Regions from separate parts of the Mus musculus genome. Here region 1 is linked to region 2. A link is a contact called in public promoter capture Hi-C data. All regions are on one chromosome and are shown on one strand. The core of a region is the stretch at or near the end of the contact, and the rest is flanking DNA. Distances in the headings are between cores, read along the strand shown. Region 1 holds the start of 9330162012Rik (cDNA RIKEN 9330162012 gene). Region 2 overlaps Cmah (cytidine monophospho-N-acetylneuraminic acid hydroxylase).

What was found. Promoter capture Hi-C pulls out the DNA fragments that hold promoters and counts their contacts.
Region 1: a promoter capture Hi-C map of pre-B cells shows a contact between it and region 2, with 2.3 times the contacts expected there. The contact joins the promoter of 9330162012Rik here to the enhancer-like site in region 2. A contact is called at or near these places in 7 of 39 promoter capture datasets (the 3T3-L1 cell line, the HPC-7 cell line, cranial neural crest and 3 more), 2 of 115 datasets of contacts at active chromatin or transcription factors (large pre-B cells and memory CD8 T cells) and 1 of 9 other capture datasets (liver).

The regions. Positions count from the first base shown.
Region 1 is chr13:24,935,081-24,939,651 of GRCm38.p6, reverse strand. It overlaps 9330162012Rik (cDNA RIKEN 9330162012 gene), which reads right to left and starts at 2,251. Exons shown (of 2, transcript NR_102323.1): 1 at 2,049-2,251; 2 at 603-1,867. It overlaps Aldh5a1 (aldhehyde dehydrogenase family 5, subfamily A1), which reads left to right and starts at 1,991. Exons shown (of 10, transcript NM_172532.3): 1 at 1,991-2,401. The coding sequence starts at 2,084. It also overlaps a transcript of Gpld1 not described here.
Region 2 is chr13:24,442,473-24,446,622 of GRCm38.p6, reverse strand. The region is part of intron 11 of Cmah (cytidine monophospho-N-acetylneuraminic acid hydroxylase); the gene reads right to left. Among named protein-coding and RNA genes, the nearest start is that of Gm22013, 42 kb to the left of the region's middle. Within about 2 kb of position 1,777, at least 77 of the 459 cell types and tissues checked have an H3K27ac peak or open chromatin away from gene starts, as enhancers often do. A contact at or near this core is called in the HPC-7 cell line, liver and pre-B cells, where this site is marked.

The sequences.
Region 1 (4,571 bases), core at 1,002-3,501, 490 kb before region 2:
GGAAGAGGCTGGAGGGAATTGTTTCCACTCCAAACGGGGGCTTGCTGGGGAGAAGCATCAGTGTAGGAAGTTTCGGGTGCCACTTAATGGACTTCTCAGACCATAGGGACAATTGCCTTGGTGAGCTCCTTCCTTCAACAAGTAAGTAAAAGCATTTTACTACCGCGTTGCTGTGAAGATTAACAGTAAGACTAAACCTAAATATTGTGTGCTTAGGCTTTTGGGAATTTTTGTGGGTTTTTTTTTTCTCACTTTCTAAGAAACAAACAGTGAAAGTGCTACGAGACTTCGGTGTTACTCCTAGAGCGCAAATGCAAGGCGGGCAACTCAGCTGAAAAGGAGAGTAGGCAGAGCTTTTACAAAGTTTCTCAAGCCAGGAGCGGTGACTTGCTTGAATACTCTCAGATTGATACCGTGGATTCCCTGAGTTCAAGACCAGCCTGGGCTGCATAGTGAATTTGACGTTGGCTTTGGTTACCAAACAAGATGTTTTTCTTTTATTTCTGTTTTTTTTTTTTTTCAAGATGAATCTTTACAGAAATAAAAGAAAAAAGGGGAGGAAGAGAGAGAGAGAGATAACGAGAGACAGTGAATTCTATATTGGATCCCGAGACACAAAGCCGATTTCAAGTTTGGGGTCTACAGTGATTAAGACAAGATCTGAAGGAATGTCCAGAGAAGATAGAATGGTCTATGAGTAGAGCGCCCCCTACAGGCAGCAGGAATACAGGCCGGCCAGCTTGCGATAGCTGAGAAAGCCACCGGAGGCCCTCCTTATCTTGACCGCTTCTCGCTCCAGTTCCCTTAATAAAATACAGGACAAAGTAGTGAACACACACAGCACATATGTGTGCACACCTACCTGTACACACAATTAAATCCTGCTATTGAGACTTCTGCCAGATGTATCTGGCACATGACTGGGAGGCTCTGACTCAGCAGAAGACAAAGCCAACAATTAAAAGAACATCCAAGGCATTTTGCAAATACAATATTCTAACTGGGGCATGTAGTGCTCGCCTGTAATTCCAGAACTCTAGGAAGGAAGACTGCGAGATGTAGGTCATCCTAGGCTACATAATAACATGTTTTCTCAATAATAACAACAACATTTGACTCCACGTATTCTGAACACAAACCTGCTGTTTCTTTTATTCAAATTAAAACTTAGGGTTTCTTTCTTCTGCAGAGTTTGGGGCCCAGATGCAGCAGGAGGATGAAGATTTTGTTTAAGGTGATAGTGCTATGTTCAATCCTCACACCCCTGTTGATTTCTTTTTTAAAATAGGGTCTCAGCCTTGAACTTACCGAGAGCCTCCCAAGTGCTGGCCACAACACCGGGCTTATTATTACTTCTAGGATGATTGTTTCCAGTTACTAAACTTCAGCTCTGTTAGTTGCTTGATGTACAGCAGCTACGTCACGAAGCAAAGGGCAGTGGCTTGGGAGCACCACTGCTCAGGACCAACAGAGGACACACACAGAAAGCATGCAAGAGGAAGCCTCACTTCGACCCTAATTGAACGGTTGCCCCAAATCTCAGTACTCAGGAGCGCTGTGCTCCGAATTCATGAAGGGGATATGTAGAAAAGCATGCAAGGAACCGATCACTGAGCCACACTTCACCCCTCACTGAACAGTGATCCCCAGTTCCAATGCTCAGTAGCCCGAGCATATGAAACCGCGAGTTTGGCCTTTGGTGCCTTCTTTAGACGGAGTGCATATTGCCGGGGCTGGGGAACTGGGGAACAGAAAGTGCTCCCGTCACAATTAAGGCCTAAAGAAATGACAGGTGAGCATCCGACATTGAGAACGGTGAGTTATGTGCACGAATTCATCTTGCTGGGAGTCTTTCCATTCGCAGGCCCTGGAGAAGAACGTGCGGGGAACACAGTTCAAGCTCTGTCTCCTCGCAGCTCCAATCTCAACAGCTCAGAGAGAGGGCGCTCTCGGTGTCTCCGCCACCCCGCGCGTCCCCGCCACCCCGCGCGTCCCCGCCGCCGGGCTCCCGCTTTCCCGCGACCCCTGAGATCCTGCAGCTCGCTTGCCTGTCCCTTGCCGGTGTCGCCGCTACTGCCGGGCCATGGCGACCTGCTTTCTGCTGCGGAGCTTCTGGGCCGCGCGTCCTGCGCTGCCGCCTCCCGGCCGCTTCCGCCCGGAGCCCGCAGGAACCCCGCGGCGCAGCTACGCCAGCGGCCCCGGGGGCCTCCACGCCGACCTACTCCGCGGGGACAGCTTCGTGGGCGGCCGCTGGCTCCCAGCCCCCGCCACCTTCCCGGTGTACGACCCGGCCAGCGGCGCCAAGCTGGGCACCGTGGCCGACTGCGGGGTACCCGAGGCCCGCGCTGCTGTGCGCGCCGCCTACGATGCCTTCAACAGCTGGAAAGGGGTCTCGGTCAAGGTGAGAGCACCGCAGGTGCGGGATCCCGGCCTAGAAGGAAGCAGAGATCCACAGAGTGAAACAAAGTGAAACCGGTTCCTCGGGATACACAGTACGGAAAGCCAGAGCAAACAACAAAAAGAGATAAATTAGTTTGGAGCATGCGTACGGTTATCAGATCCCCTTCCTACATGTATCGACAGGTGTGCATAATAAAAGTGAGCTATGTCAGCCAGCCTATCTGAGAGAGAGAGAGAGAGAGAGAGAGTAGAAGGAAGATGAGAGAGAGCCCTGTATGTGAAAGCTGTATGTAGGGAATGTGTATCTGTATATGTAGGTTGCATGTTGGGGCTGTATGTGTAGGAGCTGTGTCAAGGACACTGAGAAAGGACATGTGAGCTTCGTTCAGAGGAGGGAAAAAGTCTAGGGGCATTCTCTGACTTTAGGTCTAAATGCGCTTACTAACAGAGATGGCTGGACAGTGGAGGGTAGATGGTGAGGACAGAAAATTATTTTAGAAAAATTCTTCCTCCTTTATTTTTGATAGTACCCCTGCAGCCAACCCCATGAAATCATAGTCTCTTTATCCTTCATTTCCTGCTGCTGTCTCCTGATGAGGGTACAAGCACTAGAGCCTTCACATTGGTCCACCCTTCGTGGGGGTGCCACGTATTTCTGGAGGTGCTTGGAATACAGAGTCCAGAAAAAAGGTTGGGGGAGGCTGGAGAACGGTTCGCCTTTTGAGATGTACTTGCTGCTCTTGCAGAGTTTCTGGGTTCAGTTCTCAGCGCTCCCGGGGCAACTCTCACCAGTTTGGGACTCCAGTTCCAGGGGATTGCTGAAGGCACACATACATGCATGCAAGCCAATGCTCATATGCATAAAATAAATGAATCTTAAGAAAATCCAGCCCCTTATAGAGCTTACGTGATGTTTTGGAGATCCAAACTGCAAGCTGTAAAGAGCAAGGAAGTGTGCTGGAACTGATGAATAATGTGGGGGCAAAAGACACATGCAGGCCCAGAGGTCAGAGGAGAGGCCAAGGTGGCCATTTGGGCAGCTTACAGTGACAGGAGTGTGTCTTCCTGCAGTTCCCGAGGCCAGAAGTCAGAGGCTGTGCTGGCTAAGTTCTATGTGAACTTGGAATAAGCTAAGGTCATCAGAGAGGAAGGAGCCTCCATAAGACTGGACTATAGGGAAGCCTACAAGACATTTTCTTAGTTAGTGATCAGTGGAGGAGGGCCCAGTCCGTTGTGAGTGGTGGCATCCCTTGTCTAGTGGTCCTGGGTTCTATAATAAAGCAGTCTGAGCAAGCCATTGGTAAACAGCACCCCTCATTGGCCTCTGCATCAGGTTCCTGCCTCCAGGTTTCTGTCCCTGTTTGAGTTCCTGTCCTGGCTTCCTTCCCTGATAAACAGTGTTGTCGAAGTGTAAGCCAAATAAACCCTTTCCTCACCAACTTGCTTTTTGACCATGATGTTGTGTTGCAGCAATAGAAACCCTAAAACAGAGATCAAGATGGCGGCAGGCCTGGTTTCATCTGAGGCCTTTCTCCCAAACTTGTAGACATCATGCTTTTTCTCCAATTGGTCTGTGTGGTTCTATCACCGTGGCCTTCTTCTGGGGCCAGTTGTTGACTGAAGGCCTAGCTGCCTTTAATCACTTCTTTAAAGACTCATTCTGAGGCACTGATGAGGTGACTCGGGGCTTCAACACCTCCCTCTAGCAGGGGGCACATTTTCTCCTATAACATCAGGGTTGGCCTTTCTGAGGATATTAGGTATAAGGATGAAGAGAGGCAAGGGGAGATCCTGAGCAACTCGGGAACATGGCTACTGGGCTTCCAGAACAGCAAGGAGGCCCTTGTGGCCTAGAGTGGACCAAGAACTAAGAAGAGATGCAGGGAGCTGTCACAGAGCTTGGGGAGGAAGGAGCTGCTTCATTCAGGACCTGTGGACCATCTAAGGACTTCCCAGTAGACTTTGATAATGGTAATGGGAGTTCTGAAAGAGGCTGTAAGAGGGCCGTGGCCGATGAACGGGCCTGTGCTTGCTTTTGTTATTGTTGTTTCTTTGTTTTGGGAATAGGGAAGTTCTTGAGGCATGCTAACTTGATAAAGAAAATAATTTTGTTTTCCCTATGGATTTAGCTGGTAGGAATCCACAATCAATAGTAGCCTGTACTGTTTGGA
Region 2 (4,150 bases), core at 528-3,027:
GCAAGTCTTTTGGTATTCTATTTAGTCTGCCTGTTAAATCTTTTTGGTCAATCACCTCCCTTATAAACTAGCTGCTCTGGGGATTATAATGTTATAACATTCTACACGATCTACACTAGTTTCTCACAATCTACTTGGATTACATCATGTGTGAATCTTGAATCACTTTGCTCTAATTGCCACGCTGGAGGTGCTTAGAGAACAGAAGTAAAATAGGAATGCTGTTTTGTTTATCACTGCAGAAGCTAGAAGGTCAAATTCGCTGTACAGCAGGACCCGTGCCTCCTGCATGCTGAGCTCGGACTCTGACCATGACCATTCCTGAGCCACCTCACCTTTGTCTCCTCATATCATCTTTCCTTCATGTGTCTCTGTGCCCAAATTGTGCCTTGTTTTAAGGACACTGGCCAACTCTTAAGTACAAGGTCTGCCCTCATGAAATCATTTTAACTAGATTCCTTTTGTATAGGCCCTACCTTCAAGCAAGCTCTATTTCTGAACTACTCAGGGCTCAGTGTTTTAATATAAAAATTTTGAACAGACACAGTTTAATCTATAACATCTCTCCATACTGATAGTTGTCTCGGTGTTACATCATCTTTCAAATTAAAAAACCTAATGAAAAAGCTGTCCACTAAATATGTCAAGATATTTTCATTTCTGTTCTCCCTCACAACCACGCCTCTTTAATCGAAGAACATCCCATGAGTTTTTCTAAGGCAGTGATCCCCAGAGCCCTCTCATCTGAGAATGTCTGCTTTCCTCTCTGCCCCAATACCTCTTTCCTGGATCTAGATGCAATTGTTTTGTCTTGTAAACACATTTAAAATTCCACTAACTTCCAGCCATCACTGTTTCTGATTAGAAGCCCAGTTATTTGAATTGTTTCCTCTGATAAAAACAAGCAAGCAAGCAAACAAACAAACAAAAAACCAAGGTAATTTGATATTGCTGTGTCTTTATGTTTTGGTAATTTTGTTCTGATGGGTCCAGGCTTCTTTTGATTCAAGTTTATATTGTTTGGGGCCTTACTGTGCTTCTAGCATCTAAGTTTCTGACCTTTATTAAGTTTAGTTCCATCCACCCACTCTTCCTCTTGTTTACATGCGTGGCCTTTACCTCTTCTTCATGGATACCTGACATTTGCCGTTGTCCCACGGGTCCCCTGTTCTTGTTTGTCCCAGTCTTTTTCTTCCTGTTTATAGGTTTCATGGCTTCTGTTGCTCTATCTTTAAGTTCACTTCCTCTTGCTGTTCTCAATCCCAGCAGGCCCTTGAAACACATCCAGGTGTTTGCCCTTGTAGACTGTGTAGTTTGAATGTAAATTTTCCATTTAGTTCTTCTATCTTCTCTCTGTGTGAGTAGCTTTCTTTCTGTCTTTACAGTCAAAGGATTTTGCCATTACTTATTGAAACATAACTTTTATAGATGTTTGATTTTTTTCCCTAATAATTCTAGCATCTGTGTCATTTTGGATCTACTATATATTGTGCTTCCCCTCGTGACATGGCAATGTTTTCCTGGTTTTCTTTATACTTAGTTTTTGATCTTATCTTTTTCCTTAGAAAACTATTTTATGATACTCTGGGTGTTGTTTCTATTTGTGGCAGTTTATACTTTCGTTTTAATAAATATTAAAAGCAGGTCATGTTTATGCTACAAGTTCAAAAATGCTATCTTCAGGCTGCGGTTTTCATTTCAGTTCCTCTTTTAGCTCTGTTCCACAATTGCCAAATCACCAGCATGGGGTCACACAGGTCACCAGTATGGGGCTTAAGCTGTGCTCTCTCTTGTACTTCAGTTGCAGAGTCTCCGTCTCCTGCTTATGGTCACAAAGTACAGCCAGTTGCCGAGCTCCAGAGTTTACTTGCTCTTCTGGCTCATTTTCATAAGCCATAACTCTCCCTGAAACATTCCCCAGTACTTTCTTGCCTCCCAAGTGTCTACTCTCTATCAATGTCAAATGATCCATCAGTAGAAAATAATCTACTGAGAAGCCAGGGCTTTGGCTTCCCTGACTGGATGAGTACTTTCTTTCTAAGAATTCCATTTACTTTGGGGCCAAGCATTAGAGAAAGAAAAACAGCAACAGAGCAAGACTCACGGCCTTTCTGCGTCTTCGGAAAGCTGGGGCAAGAACTGCTGCAAGTTCAAGGCTGGACCGGGATACTGCAGCAGACCCTGTCTCCCAAAGAGCAAACAGGGAAGGTAGGTGGAGCGAGTTGAGGGAAGAAGAGAAAGAGCAACAGGATTCTCTCTACTCTCTTGAAATCAAAGTCCTTCTGACCTGAGAGAAGGCTTCTTTCCCCTCTCCTGGGGTTTCATGGAGGCAGCCTTGTGACTGAAGCAGTCACCTGGGGACTTGGCAAGTGAAAAGGAAAGAACTAAAGGAAACAAAACCTTCCAGCTCAGAAGGTTCTCCTGCTTATTCTGATCTTCCTCGATTTCGACCCCACCCCTGCTCTACCCTGCTCCACCCTTACCCCAGCAATGTGTCCTGTTCTCACCAGCATTCAACACCACTCTTTGACTGTCTTGAGGAGAGAGAGAGAGAGAGGGAGAGGGAGAGAGGGAGAGAGAGAGAGAGAGAGAGAGAGAGAGAGAGAGAGAGAGAGAGAGAGAGAGAGAGACTATGGTTTTGAGAAAACAGAAGCATAGGGTGTGGCATAGTGGCACGTGCTCATAATCCTAGCATTTGGGGCTGAGCCAGAAGCATCTTGAGTTTGAAGCTAGCCTGGACTTCATCACAGGATACCATTCCCAAATAATCAAGTAAACACAAAGTTAAAACCTCAGCATCACTGAAGGGTTATTCTGTCAAGCTGTCATTTTGTTTCTATTTTCTGCGATTGTTTACTTTTCAGGGTCCTGAGGTCATAGGTCATACAGTTTGCTCAGTGTATGCTACTGCCCAATGGTTCACTGTGCAGAGCTCAGTTTGCCTATGGGGAAAGTGGGCTTGCATTAACCGTTTGAGGCTGAACAGGGAATATGATTTAATGCCTCCTTATACAAACTATCAGAGGATATGTCTACAATCCCACTACTGAGCTGTGATACAGTCATTTCCATGATCCTACAATTATTGTTTCCAGAAAATTTGCTTTCAGTGATCCCCCTAAATATGGTAAGGAGTCACAAGAAGAAAGGAAGTGAGAAAAGAAAAAAATACATATTTCCGGGAAACCTTCCAAATTTGACATTGTCTGAGGCATTTTATAGCTGTTTATGACCTAGACTCTGTGAAATAACTTTTAAAGCTGGGTTTGGTAGTACAGTTTTGCAGTCCTAATACTGGAGAGCTTGAGGGAGACAGATAATGAGCTTAAAGCTAGCTTAAACTACATAGGAAGAGCTTGTCTCAAGAAAATAACAATGATAGTTGGCTACTTCTTCTATTGTGTCCTGATCACAGACATTTAGAGTTCAGGTTGATATCAGCCTTGGGTTCCCCTGTTGGTACAACATATTTCTAAACTTTAAGCAGTCTAAAGCCTGAATCGTCCACTTCCCTGCTATGTTACACTGCCTGCCTCTGAGCTGTGCACTGGGTTACATCCATGGCAGTGTTTGGGGGTGCTTCTATTTTTCTATTTTGAGGTGGATAAAGACTAAAAGCCCTCTATCCCCTTCTTGGGTGTCCCTACATTGTTAGATGTGACAGTTGTGAATGCTGGCAAGTTCTTTTCTTTACCACCCCCTTTAACAATTCCTTAGGGACAAAATTAGTATTTGTCTAGTTAGATATACCAGTTGTTAAAATATCAAAAGCATTTTGGACTCTGAGCCAAGGACTTTCTTTGCTACTCCAGCACCTGCCTCTTCCCTGGAATTACTGGCTCTTCCCAGATTCCAGCTCAAGGATTAGAGTTGAGGAAACGGGTCTAGAGCATCTTCCTGGGTGCTTTCTAACAGCAAGTGTGACCAGTGCTCAGGCTGGGCTGAGGGGAAAAGTGGTTCAGAGCTCAGCTCTGCTCCAGGGAGACAACTGAGTCCTAGTCGCTATTTCTCTCCTGTGTGCTGCAGAGTTCAGGTTCTAGCCAACCCAACCACTGTGTGGCTGCACGCCGGCTGAGCGCCCAGCTGCTGAGCTCTGACCTCTCTTCCTGTTCTTTGTTAGTTGTTATCATGTGGGTTTGATTTGAGAAAG